Regions from separate parts of the Mus musculus genome. Here region 1 is linked to region 2. Evidence: chromatin contacts called from public promoter capture Hi-C data. All regions are on one chromosome and are shown on one strand. The core of a region is the stretch at or near the end of the contact, and the rest is flanking DNA. Distances in the headings are between cores, read along the strand shown. Region 1 overlaps Ifngr2 (interferon gamma receptor 2). Region 2 has its middle 24 kb from the start of A930006K02Rik.

Evidence for each region. Capture Hi-C pulls out chosen DNA fragments and counts their contacts.
Region 1: a contact with region 2 is called in a promoter capture Hi-C map of liver. The contact joins two enhancer-like sites. A contact is called at or near these places in 1 of 484 Hi-C or Micro-C datasets (thymic regulatory T cells), 1 of 115 datasets of contacts at active chromatin or transcription factors (CD8 T cells) and 2 of 9 other capture datasets (adipose tissue and liver).

The regions. Positions count from the first base shown.
Region 1 is chr16:91,559,754-91,565,878 of GRCm38.p6, forward strand. Ifngr2 (interferon gamma receptor 2) reads left to right here. Exons shown (of 7, transcript NM_008338.4): 4 at 224-372; 5 at 792-951; 6 at 1,867-2,024; 7 at 3,118-4,254. The coding sequence ends at 3,252. Among named protein-coding and RNA genes, the nearest start is that of Ifngr2, 16 kb to the left of the region's middle. Within about 2 kb of position 2,263, at least 41 of the 459 cell types and tissues checked have an H3K27ac peak or open chromatin away from gene starts, as enhancers often do. A contact at or near this core is called in CD8 T cells and liver, where this site is marked.
Region 2 is chr16:91,438,066-91,443,487 of GRCm38.p6, forward strand. No RefSeq gene overlaps it. Among named protein-coding and RNA genes, the nearest start is that of A930006K02Rik, 24 kb to the right of the region's middle. Within about 2 kb of position 3,551, at least 84 of the 459 cell types and tissues checked have an H3K27ac peak or open chromatin away from gene starts, as enhancers often do. A contact at or near this core is called in CD8 T cells and liver, where this site is marked.

The sequences.
Region 1 (6,125 bases), core at 1,013-3,512, 120 kb after region 2:
CTGATAGATCCCGGCTCACAGGGCCTTTCAGCAGGGCCAGTCCTGGATGCTAGCTCCCTGGTAAACCTCCTGTTCAGAACGGGCATCTGAGTGCAGCCCATTGCGAGTGTAAGTGTGAACGTGTGTGTACACACAGTGTACATACGTGTGGTGTTTAATAGGCACACACAGTGTATACGGGTGCCTGTGTCACTCACGTGAGGTCTCTGTGATTCTATTTCAGTTACTGTTGGACCTCCGAAAAACATCTCGGTGACCCCAGGAAAAGGTTCCCTCGTCATACACTTCTCCCCTCCCTTTGATGTGTTCCACGGGGCAACTTTTCAGTATCTTGTCCACTACTGGGAAAAGTCAGAAACCCAACAGGAACAGGTAAGGCCCCTTTTCTTCTTTGTTTATGGTTTTTTTCTCTTTAGAGTTTTTTTTTTTTTTTCATTAAGCCTCATGAGGTGTCCAGAACGTCACAAATCTTAATTTCTAGTATAGAAATTTCTCCTGTAAAACTAAAGCCTCGGGCTGGGGAGATGGTTCGGTGGGCACAGCGTTTGCTATGTGATCCCAAGAAGCTGAGTTCACTCCCTCCGCACCTCTGTAAAGTCCGGCATGTTGGTGTTCTATCTCTTATCTCCGTTATTTACAGCCCCTCAGTCTTGTTACCATTTGGTTGTGTTCACTGTGGATTTGAGGAGTCACTAGAAAAGCTAGAAGCTGCATGGCCCCATCTGTCCCTCTGCTTGTCTGTCTGTCTGTCTGTCCGTCTGACCTGTGTGGCTCTGGTGCTGTCTACACAGGTTGAAGGCCCTTTCAAGAGCAACTCCATTGTGCTGGGCAATCTGAAGCCATACAGAGTATATTGTTTACAAACTGAGGCACAACTGATTTTGAAAAACAAAAAAATCCGACCACATGGGCTCTTGAGCAATGTATCCTGTCACGAAACAACAGCAAATGGTAGGACATACCTTCATGTATCCATTACCTGCTGCAAAAAAGGCTTCTCCTGAAGTGGTTAGGATGGCATGCTGTGGCATGTGGCTGGTGGTCGGAGAAGAGACCGGAAGTGCTTACCCGACAGGAGAATTATATTGAGGTCTCAGCAGCAATGGCTGTGTGACTAGGCTGAGCAGCAGCCACAACGCCTGGGACCAGGAGTATGTCAGATTTGTGGTCGTCTTGTTTCAGATTTTAAAATGTTTGCATATATATATAAAATGAGGTGTCTTAGGGATGAATCCTAAATCTGACCATAAAATTCCCTTATGTTTTCATAGACACCTTGCATGCATAGCCTGAAGGAGGCTTTATATAATATTTTTAGTACACTGGTATAGAATTTTTTATTGCATTTTTTGCTTACTTAAGTGGGGGGTTTGTGTGCATGTGTGTGTGTGTGTGTGTGTGTGTGCACGCGTGTGTGTGGGAGCGTGCATGCATACATGTCATGTGAGTACACTTGAGTGGCCGTCAGAGGACACTCTGTGGTATTGTGACAGGATAGAGGACGTTCACACTGCCCTCTGCTGTCACACATGGGTCTTCAGGACAAAATGCAGGCCTGTCGGTCTTAGAGGCAGGCAACTTCATTTGCTGAACCATCTCACCGCTCCAATTGCACCGGGGCCCATCAGGTGAATTTGGATGTGGAATTTTCCATTTGTGGTATTATGACAGGGCAGTTTTTGATTTTTGAATAGAAATTTTCAGGTTTTACATGTTCAGGTCAAAATTATTAGTTTAAGCGCATATTGAGGCAAGGGGGTAGAGAGGGCCTGTGGGTCTTCCTGGGACGAGAAAACGGCCCAGCAGTGGGAGATGGGGCGTGGACTGCTGCTGGCGGCTTGCTCACTTCTGTGTCATCTTCTTTAGCCTCCGCCAGGCTGCAGCAAGTCATCCTGATTCCGTTGGGCATCTTCGCATTGCTGCTCGGCCTGACGGGCGCCTGCTTCACCCTGTTCCTCAAATACCAAAGCCGAGTGAAGTACTGGTTTCAGGCTCCGCCAAACATCCCGGAACAAATCGAAGAGGTCAGTGCGCAGATGCGCGAGTGACCCGCTGTGGCCCCGCCCCCTCGTGGTAGGCGAGAATGGACACCCCGTGCCGTCCTCTGCCCCCCCCGCCCCCGTGCGTGGGCACATGCCCACCCACATACGTTCACACAGAATAACTAAGTAGTAAAATGGCTGTTGGGTTAGGTCAGAGTCTATATAACACGTGGCTCGTGGTGATGGGTTAAAGGTTTCCCTTGTTGACACTGCCAAAGAGTAACAGTTCCCGATGGCCCTTGAGCTTTCACTGGGCTCGTCCTGACTCTCAGGTACAGCCCTCAGAGGAACTGAGCCTGGGCCACCACAGTTGTTTCTCTGGGGCAGAAATCTAAGGTTTTGCTGTACTTTCTTGGGAAAGTGTGAAGAACTGCCAGAGGCTGCTGACGTTACTTGAGAGTAGAGATTGGTTTCCGCTTCTGTGTCTGAGGTTTCACATGGCACGCACATGACTTCTGTTCCTCTTTCCATTGGCCGATAGCACTTCTAAGAGCTGCGGATGGAGCCCTGGAATCCTGGGGGGTTTATAGCCAAGAGCAAAAGGGAAAGAAAGTTCAGGGCTGTGAGACCCCTCTTCACTGTGAGGATCCTAGCCCCACCCAGATGCGTCCAGGGTTGTGTGCAGGTGGAAGGAGGGGCTAGAGTTTAGGGACGTTCCCTGCTTTATCCTGCCACAGCTGGGCACAGTGGGGATTCCCACTTTTCCTGAGTTCTGCCCTTCCCAGCTTTCATCAGATGAACAGAGGATGGAGCCCAGGCCCTTGTACTTTCTAGACAAGCGCTCTTGCTCTGAGCTACACCTGGGCCTGCGCCATTACAGAGATGAGGGCTGAAGAGGCAGGCACGTGCTGGAAATCAGGGCTGAGCATGAGTTAGCAGCAGTGTGCCCTTACCGTGTGCCAGGCCTGGGCTTGACCCCTAGGGTCACAACAGTTAACAATGACGATTGGTGGTGGTATCACTTCATTGATGGACAAAGTGGAGTTGTACCTGATTATAATATGACTACATCAACTACAAGTAGGGACATTGTATCGGACTGTCTGTAACTGGCTGGCCTTCTATCCTTTTCTAGTATCTAAAGGACCCAGACCAATTCATCTTAGAGGTCTTGGACAAGGACGGTTCACCGAAGGAGGACTCCTGGGACTCCGTGTCAATTATTTCTTCTCCAGAAAAGGAGCGAGATGATGTGCTCCAAACACCGTGAACCAGGCCAGGGTCTCTGCTTGCCCAGGAGGGCAGCGATCAGTGCACCCGAGAGAGATCCCCAGGGCCCCAGGACTGGGGAAGATGGTGTAGTGTTTGTTCTTTATGAGTTTTCTGGATGCTACAAGTATTTAAAAGGATTCCACAGAAAGATATCTCAGAAACAAAACAAAAACAAAAACAAACCAAGCGCTTCTCTTAAACACTAAAAAGACAACTGCTCATTACTGGCAACGTGGCGGCAAACCTGTGTGTGGTGCTTTCTCCAGTGTTAGCTGCCCCTGCTGTCAGAAGACTGGGTCCTTCCTTGCCTTCACTCTGGAAAATGAGTTGTCCCAGCCAACCCTGCCTGTCACAAAGAGGGGCCCTTAGTGTCCCCTTCATGTCCAATGTGATGGCTTAAATGTGAGACCCCTGGGCTCGGTGCTTGCCTAGCACGTACACGCCCCACCCACCCCAGCACCTCACTCACAGAGAGGTGATTAATCTTGTAAATAATGTCCTGGTAATTTAAGTCTTTTTTTTTTTTTTTTAATCTAGAGATAAAAGATTGTATGTTAAACTTTTTTTTTTTTTAAGTCTATCTGCCGGGTGGTGGTGGTGCACACCTTTACTCCTGGCACTTGGGAGGCAGAGGCAGGAGGATCTCTGTGAGTTCGAGGCCAGCCTGGTCTAGAGTCCTGGTCTAGGACAGCCAAGGCTACACAGAGAAACCCTGTCTGGTAAACAAAACAGGAAAAAGAAGTGCACGTGTTTCTTCTTTTCTTGTCCCTTACCACGTCGCCTTCTTTGCCTGTTTTCCGTAAAGTATTGACTTGTGAAAAGTCTTAGCCAGGCATGGTGACACATGCCTTTATTCCCAGCACTTGAAAGCAGAGGCCAGTAGATTTCTGTGAGTTTGAGGCCAGCCTGGTCTACATAGTGAGTTCCAGGACAGCCAGGGCTATGTAGAGAGATCCTGGCTCTCTAAATAAATAATAAATAAATACCAAACTTAAAAATATTTGTATCTAAACTTGTATTTTCTTCAGTTACATTTAGTAAGGCTGATCCGGAGACTTCAGCCAGAAAGATGTTCCTACTGTCTCTTCCCTTAGTTCTTCAAAGCCATGGGGACAACACAGTCCACAAATGAGTCACACTGGCCCAGTATCCCAGCGGGCCACCAACCATGTTATCCAGGACCATACCTGAGCTGACTGCCACCCTTGCCCAGCTTCCCAAAGGCACCTTTTAAGCCCTTTGACACTATTTAACATTTAGGAAAGGGTGTCCAGCCCACCCCTTCCCCCTCCTACCCTACTGCCCCTCGAGGTTCCCCCACACACAGTGGCACATGGCGCCCACGTGGTCCGCTGTGAGGAGCCCCCGCCCACAGGCTTGTCCTGACAGTGGGAGAGGAGACTCAGGCTTGCTGGCACAGCCACTGTATCCTCTGTTGGGTGCTGAGACCTTAGGGAGAAGCAGGGAGCCTCTCTAATGAGAGACATTGTGTATCCGACATCTTGGTTGGCGAGGGGTTGGGGGCATTAAGGGTTAAAAGGACAGGGCTGGGCCTAGGACTCAGTAGTGAGTGCTTGCCTTGAGTTCCATTAGGCACCCCCCACCACCCCCCACTCCCACTAAAGCCCCTCCACTTGGGGGAGGGGGATTAGTTCCAACTGTAGTCAAGTTGACAACCAAGAGTAGCCATCACAAACTGTTTTGGGGGTGAGACTGGTCTGTTGTCCTGAGGCAGGAGGTGGCTGTGGTTGAGCCCCAAAGGGCAGCCAAATGGGCCAAAGGTGACAAGAATGCCAGCAGGGAGCATGGAGCCCAAGCTCAGAGCAAACACTTCCTAGAAGTGGGGTGTGGGCGGGCTATCCAAGCTTATTCTCTGAGTGAGGGGCTAACCTGGATGCCTTCATCTACTGAGAATTCAAACTGCTTCAAATGGCCATATTTGTTGTAGTTAGTTTTTTGAGACAAGAATCTTACCAGGTAGCTCTGGCTGGTGTGGAGCCATCTATATGGGACAGACTGGCTGTGTGGATCAAGATATCTTCAACATCACAGGGCATGTGTCACCACGCCCAGAGGAAACAGAAAAGCAGTTTTACAGCCCTCTTTACCATTGCATTACCATAACAACTCAGGTCATTATTGAGAACAATGTTTAGCCAATTAAAAGTCTGAAGTCCGGTTTTATTTATGGCCTGGGTGGACCTGTGCCTCTGGTGCCAAGTGCAGGAGGATACAGAATTTTTAAAGGCAAAAAGCACAAAGACCGTACATCTAAGGTGACAAGCAGAGTAACCTTGAAACACTCATTCCTGGCAGAACATAGTAATTATTTTAGACATAACTTGGCAGTTATTTTTGAGTTATCTCTTTTCTAGTTGTTTTAGTTTCATTATTTTGGTTAATACATCTGGACCATGGTGGAGGGCCATGGAAACCTCAAATGTGTCTCCAAGGAAGATGCGACATTGGGGGGGAGGGGCTGAGGGCTGAGAACTATGTAAAGAAACAGGAGATAAACGGAGTCAGAACAGCAAGGCGGACAGAGGTCCTTCACCATCTATTTTTAATTAAAAAAAAAATGCTTCGGTCTGCCTTGTAAAATAAACAACTAGCCAGTAGGATTGACTCCTGTGCTAACTTGAAACTTTAATTTCTAATCGGAAACCCATCACCTATGAGATAGGCTGGGCTCTCTCTTAGCATAGAGCAGCTGTAACCAGTCTCTATCCACTAACCACACCCATTCCCTGCTGTTCTCCAGTTGTGGGTCCACAACCATTTTTACATCTTTAAAGGGCTGGAGGGACAAACAAAAGATAAGGGCCGAGAATGTGGCTCAGCGGTCAAGGGCCTGCTGCCCGTCCAGAGGAC
Region 2 (5,422 bases), core at 2,301-4,800:
CAGCAGCCACATGGTGGCTCACAACCACCCGTAATGAGATCTGATGCCCTCTTCTGGTGTATCTGAAGACAACTACAGTGTACTTGCATATGATGAATAAATAAATCTTTAAAAAAAAAAGAGAGAGAGAGAATTGGGAACCCAGCAGAAAGAGGAAGATGTCAGTCAAAGTTTCCCAAGATAAACACAGACATTTGTTCCAGGGAACTGGCTCATGCATTTGTGAGAGTCAGCAAGACCCAAATCTCGAGGGCAGACCACTGTAGCTGGACTTCTGGTGATTTTATGGATTCTTATTTCCTCCAGCCTTCTCCTCGCTTCTCCCTTCCAGACTCTCAACACTAAGTAGGAGAGAAAGAAGGCTGGAGGGGAAGGGGGACATCAGTTATGTTAGACTACTTCCTGTTGATTAGGGCCACCAAGTTCCTTGGGGCAAATTTGATCTTTTAGTCAGCATATCTCCTACCAGTAACCAGTAACCAGTAACCAGTAACCAGTAACCAGTAACCAGTAACCAGTAACCAGTAACCAGCAACCAGCAACCAGAATCCAGCAGACAGCAGACAGCAGACAGCAGACAGCAGACAGCAGACAGCAGACAGCAGACAGCAGACAGCAGACAGCAGACAGCAGACAGAATCCAGCAGATAGCAGACAGCAGAGAACAGACAGAATCCAGCAGGTAGACAGCAGACAGCAGACAGCAGACAGCAGACAACAGACAGAATCCAGCAGATAGCAGACAGCAGAGAACAGACAGAATCCAGCAGGTAGACAGCAGATAGCAGACAGCAGACAGCAGAAAGCAGACAGCAGACACAGCAGACAGAATCCAGCAGACAGCAGCGGGAAGAGCAGCAGCAGCACCCACACCCCTCTCAGGATCAGGACCCTTGCATTTATATACTCTCTCAATAGTCCCCATAATTCCAAATGTCATATACTTGCAAAAAACTATTTGCAACTGGCAAAATGACCCTGCCAGAGCACGAGGTAAATCATAGTCTGCTGCTGTGAACATCCGGAAGCAACCCCACATCCCATACCTGGGACAAAAACATATTTCCATCACATTTCTTTGTTTTTAAAGAAACCAAAATTCTCACTACAGAGCACCAGGCTGTCAACCCAGGGAAGATGTTGTCTCCTTTCAAGTTCAAAGGCAGTTTGGGGTAGGAAGACCTCAGTTTGTTTGTTTGTCTGTGTGTTTGTTTGTCTGTTGTTTTCTTCTCATACCACCTCCAATGGATCAGTGGAGGCCCACCACATTCCAGAGAGCAAACTACTGCTCTGCGCCATCTCTCCTGATGTGACGCTCACCTAAAAAATATTTCACAGTATAAGAGACTAGCATTTCATAAACTGTATCTTTGCAGAAATACAGTTATCCTAAAATCATATCTTAAGAATGTTGTCTAACTAAATAGCTTTAGAGTAGAATATTTAGGATATTCTAGGCAAAAGTGTGTTGTCTGTATGCAGAGCATCTTGCTATTAAGACTAATGATTTTCCAGAGCAGGGAGGAGAACAGAAAGACAGTTGCAATGCGAGACAAGGAAGGAGAGAGGAGCTCTGTCATGAGGCTAGCCAGAGTCGGAGAAGAGCAGACAAACTATCCAGCAAAGGCAAAGTGCCAGTGTCTAAATGGCCAATAGATACAAGTTAGAAATCTCAAACCCCAATCTGTTCAAGATGCAAAAATGGAGAGATCACGTGAGAGTGAACCTGCTGGATATGGAGAACAGAGATGGCAGACTTTCTTGAAGGGAAACACAACCTTACAGAGAGGCCTGGAGGGGTGGAATTCCTCCTGAATGCATTCAAACCCAGTCCACCTGGCCTTGTTTACGCTACTGCGTGTTTTTTTTTTTTTTCAGGAAAATTACTGCAAAAATGCCAGGAAAAGAAATACAATGAAGACTCAGACAAACAAAAGCGAGAGGCTTTGATTTCAAAGGACCTTTATTAAAGATCTTTGGCATTATTTTAGGAAGAAGGAAACTGACCTCAGAGGGAAGGGGTGCTATTTTCGAATACAGGAAAAGCCTGGGAAGTACACTGGCCAATCAAAACAAATATTGGTTCATTATATCAAACAGCAACAGTTCAAACAAGCCCTCTATAGTATAGCATTGGAGCAGGGTCCTCTTGATTCCCATGATCAAGAATATGAATATGAAACTGTTTGCAAGCCACTAAGAGAACAAATTTTACATTATAGCAACATTAAATCTTATCTATAGAATAATACCTATGTTAATTAAGTTAGTCATCTCATAATGCATACACATTTTAAATGTTTATGTTTTACACAACAAATAGAGACAGCTTTGCAACTAAAGATAAAATCCAGGCATGGTGGACCATACTTTACCCCACCCAAGAGACAGTTGGAAAACTGATAGGAGCTAAGGTCAACCTGAGCTACATAGTGGACTTGAGGCCAGCCTGGGCTACATGACACCCATCTAAAAAATACAGTTTGGTTTTTTTTTTTTTAACTTTGAACAACTGTAGTTATTTAAAGTAACTAAAATGAAAGAAAAGAACTTTTTGCTTAATTATATCATTTCATTTTTCTTTCATTTTTGAGAATATAATATAATCACAACATTTTGCCCTTCCCTTTCATCTCTCTGGACCTCCCTGTATTCCTCATCTTGCACTCCTTCAAGTTCATGGTCTCTCCTTTTTAAAAATGTTGTTACATGTGTATATGTATATGTGTCTGTGTATACATGTGTGTGTGTGTGTGTGTGTATTCCTAAATGTGACCTGCTCAGTCTATATGATTGCATTTGTATGTACATTTTCGGGGCTGGCCCCTTGGTCCTGGATAACAAATTGCTGCGCACTTTCCCGGGGAGGACTCCCACTGTCAACATCCCTTCGCTGTCTGAAGCTCTTTGTCTGGGGTTAAGGCCTCATTAGCCTCAGAAGGGGAAAATTTTAAATCCAAGGATCTCTGCCTTCTTGTTGCTTGGGAGGAAAAGAGTAATTACACGTGACCTCTCTGAAACACACAGGAGTTGACTATGTTCAAATTTCTAGAGCACTCTCATTACCAGAGAAGTGTTTCTCCATGGGAGTTGGTTTTGTCCCCCAGGGGACGTGAGGAAATACCTGGAAACACAGTTGACTGTCTCAGCTGGCTAGGTTATCACTGGTACCTAGTAAAGAAAGCTGGCCAAGCTTAGAACCCAAAGTTATGCAAGCAGTCCCCCACACTCACAAGTTACCAGGTCTAAGATGGCCACAGTGGACAGGTTAAACCCCTGCTGGAAAGGTGAAAGTGAACTAAAAAGAACTATTCAGAGACAAGACCACTCCTACAAGAGAGAAAAAGACTTTTTTTCTTTAAAAGGTGGGGCAAAAGAAAAACACAAATAACGTAAATAAATCCCAAAGCAAAAAGACTACGTGAGCCAACAAGCGTTCGAATGGTCATGTTTGCTTGTTTAATCAAATCAAAGAGTGACTTCTGGGGCTAGAGAGGTGGTTTATCAGTCAAGAGCACCCGTGGCTCTGGAAGCGGACTTGGGCTCACTTCCCAGCAATCACGTGGCAGCTTACAACTGCCTGTAACTCCAGCTCCAGGGAGCTGAGGCCCTCTTCTGACCTCTTTGGCCACAAGGCATGCATGTGGTGCACACTCAGCATACATTCAAGCAAATGTTTATAAAATAAGAACAAATAGACCCTTTAAAAGTTTGCTCAGGCCTTGCAAACTGGTGCTGGTATTTGGTCTCAGCAATCTCTATTTTTCTCATGAATAACATTTTCTGTCCAGGCTTACAGAAAGGGTGGTGTTCGTTAGGTGTCACATTCTTGGTGCCAAGGTAGGGGACACTGCCTATGCAGCTCCCAACCATCTGAGAAGCTGTCTGCATTTGCTGATAGGGCATCGTGAGCGCCTCCCCTGTGGAGCCTGCAGGGGCCTCACAGGGAGAGATCCAGGAGTTCAAAGATGAGTTCTAAGGTCTGGGGAATTAAGATAACAGTTGTCTTCCTCGTAGATGTGCTTGGAACCTTGTTTTCTTTCTCTTGCCTCTTAAGGTAGCATAGTCTCACCACGTAACACAGGTTGGCTTGAAGTCATGGTTTTCCTGCCTGAGACTTCTAAGAGCTAGATAAAAAGGCATGCATCGCCGGGCATGGTGGTGCACACCTTTAATTCCAGCACTCGGGAGGCAGAGGCAGGCAGATTTCTGAGTTCGAGGCCAGCCTGGTCTACAAAGTGAGTTCCAAGACAGCCAGGACTATACAGAGAAACCCTGTCTCGGAAAAAAAAAAAAAAAAAAAGAGGCATGCACCATCACATCCTGACTGAACATGTTTTTTTTTTTTTTTTTAAATGTGATATTGATGAAAAAGCACTACCTATTAAAAGCTCGTTATTTGCCAGGTCCTCTATTCTTCTACAGGGATCTCCCACATAGAATAACAAGCAGCCACAGAGCCCTTGGAGCCGCATGGTGTGGGTGGCTGTGCTGAGGCTCTGGCTGTGCTGATAGGATGTGGGCAAAGCTGCTAACTTCACAGCCAGGGAGTGGAGGCAGGAAGAACCCCCAAAGGCAAGGCAAAAGAATTTCTGAGTATTCAAGGTGTTAGGGTCACGGTCAACACCAGCAGGGTGTCCTCTGGGACACCAAGATGTCCTGGCAGAATGTGTCCTCCTGTTTACAGAAGGCCCAAGACACAAACTCTCTCCCTCTCCTCCCCATCCCTGGCCTCCTTTGCTGGCTCTAGCCTGCAACCCCGGGTTGCCTGGGTTGCCCACAGGTTCACTGTGCTTCTTCACAGGGCCCCCTGCTCCAGTGGCTGGATTAACTTCAAAGCACCCCATTTTTCTGTCACTATGGATGTCAGCCTTGCAGCCATGGGGGTGGAGGGGGATGGAAATGCCCTAGTCAGTTTTCCATGCACAGTTCCCCCAACAAGCCACAAATAAAACCATTGGCAGCATAGGCAGAGTTTTAGGGGACAGTGACGCTGGCACTCTCCGTCCCAGGAACGTGCCTGTCCCCTTTGATACTGGCTTTAAGATAAACCAGGTGCAATCTCATTTGGATGAAGTCTGTCTTAGCCACTTTTACTTAATGCTGCCCCCATTGCAACTCAAAATTGAGAATCCACTGATCCTGCTGGCACCCAGGACCACGCTCTTGTCAGCAAACCTCACCCCACCACATACACACCCCAAAATAAATTGCAGCGGAAACAACCCTAGCTAGCTGGCTCCTTCGTTCATTCCACAGCTCCTCGGGCTAAACCCAGTAGGCTTGGACAAGTGTTTTCTGGGAAATGGTTACTTCTGTTTTTAATTCTCAGCTAGCTGGATTCACTCGGTACTCAGACCTGTTCAGGAAATCAGAAGTTAACTCCGTTTCTTTTTAGAGGCCTTTGATCACCTTGGAGCCG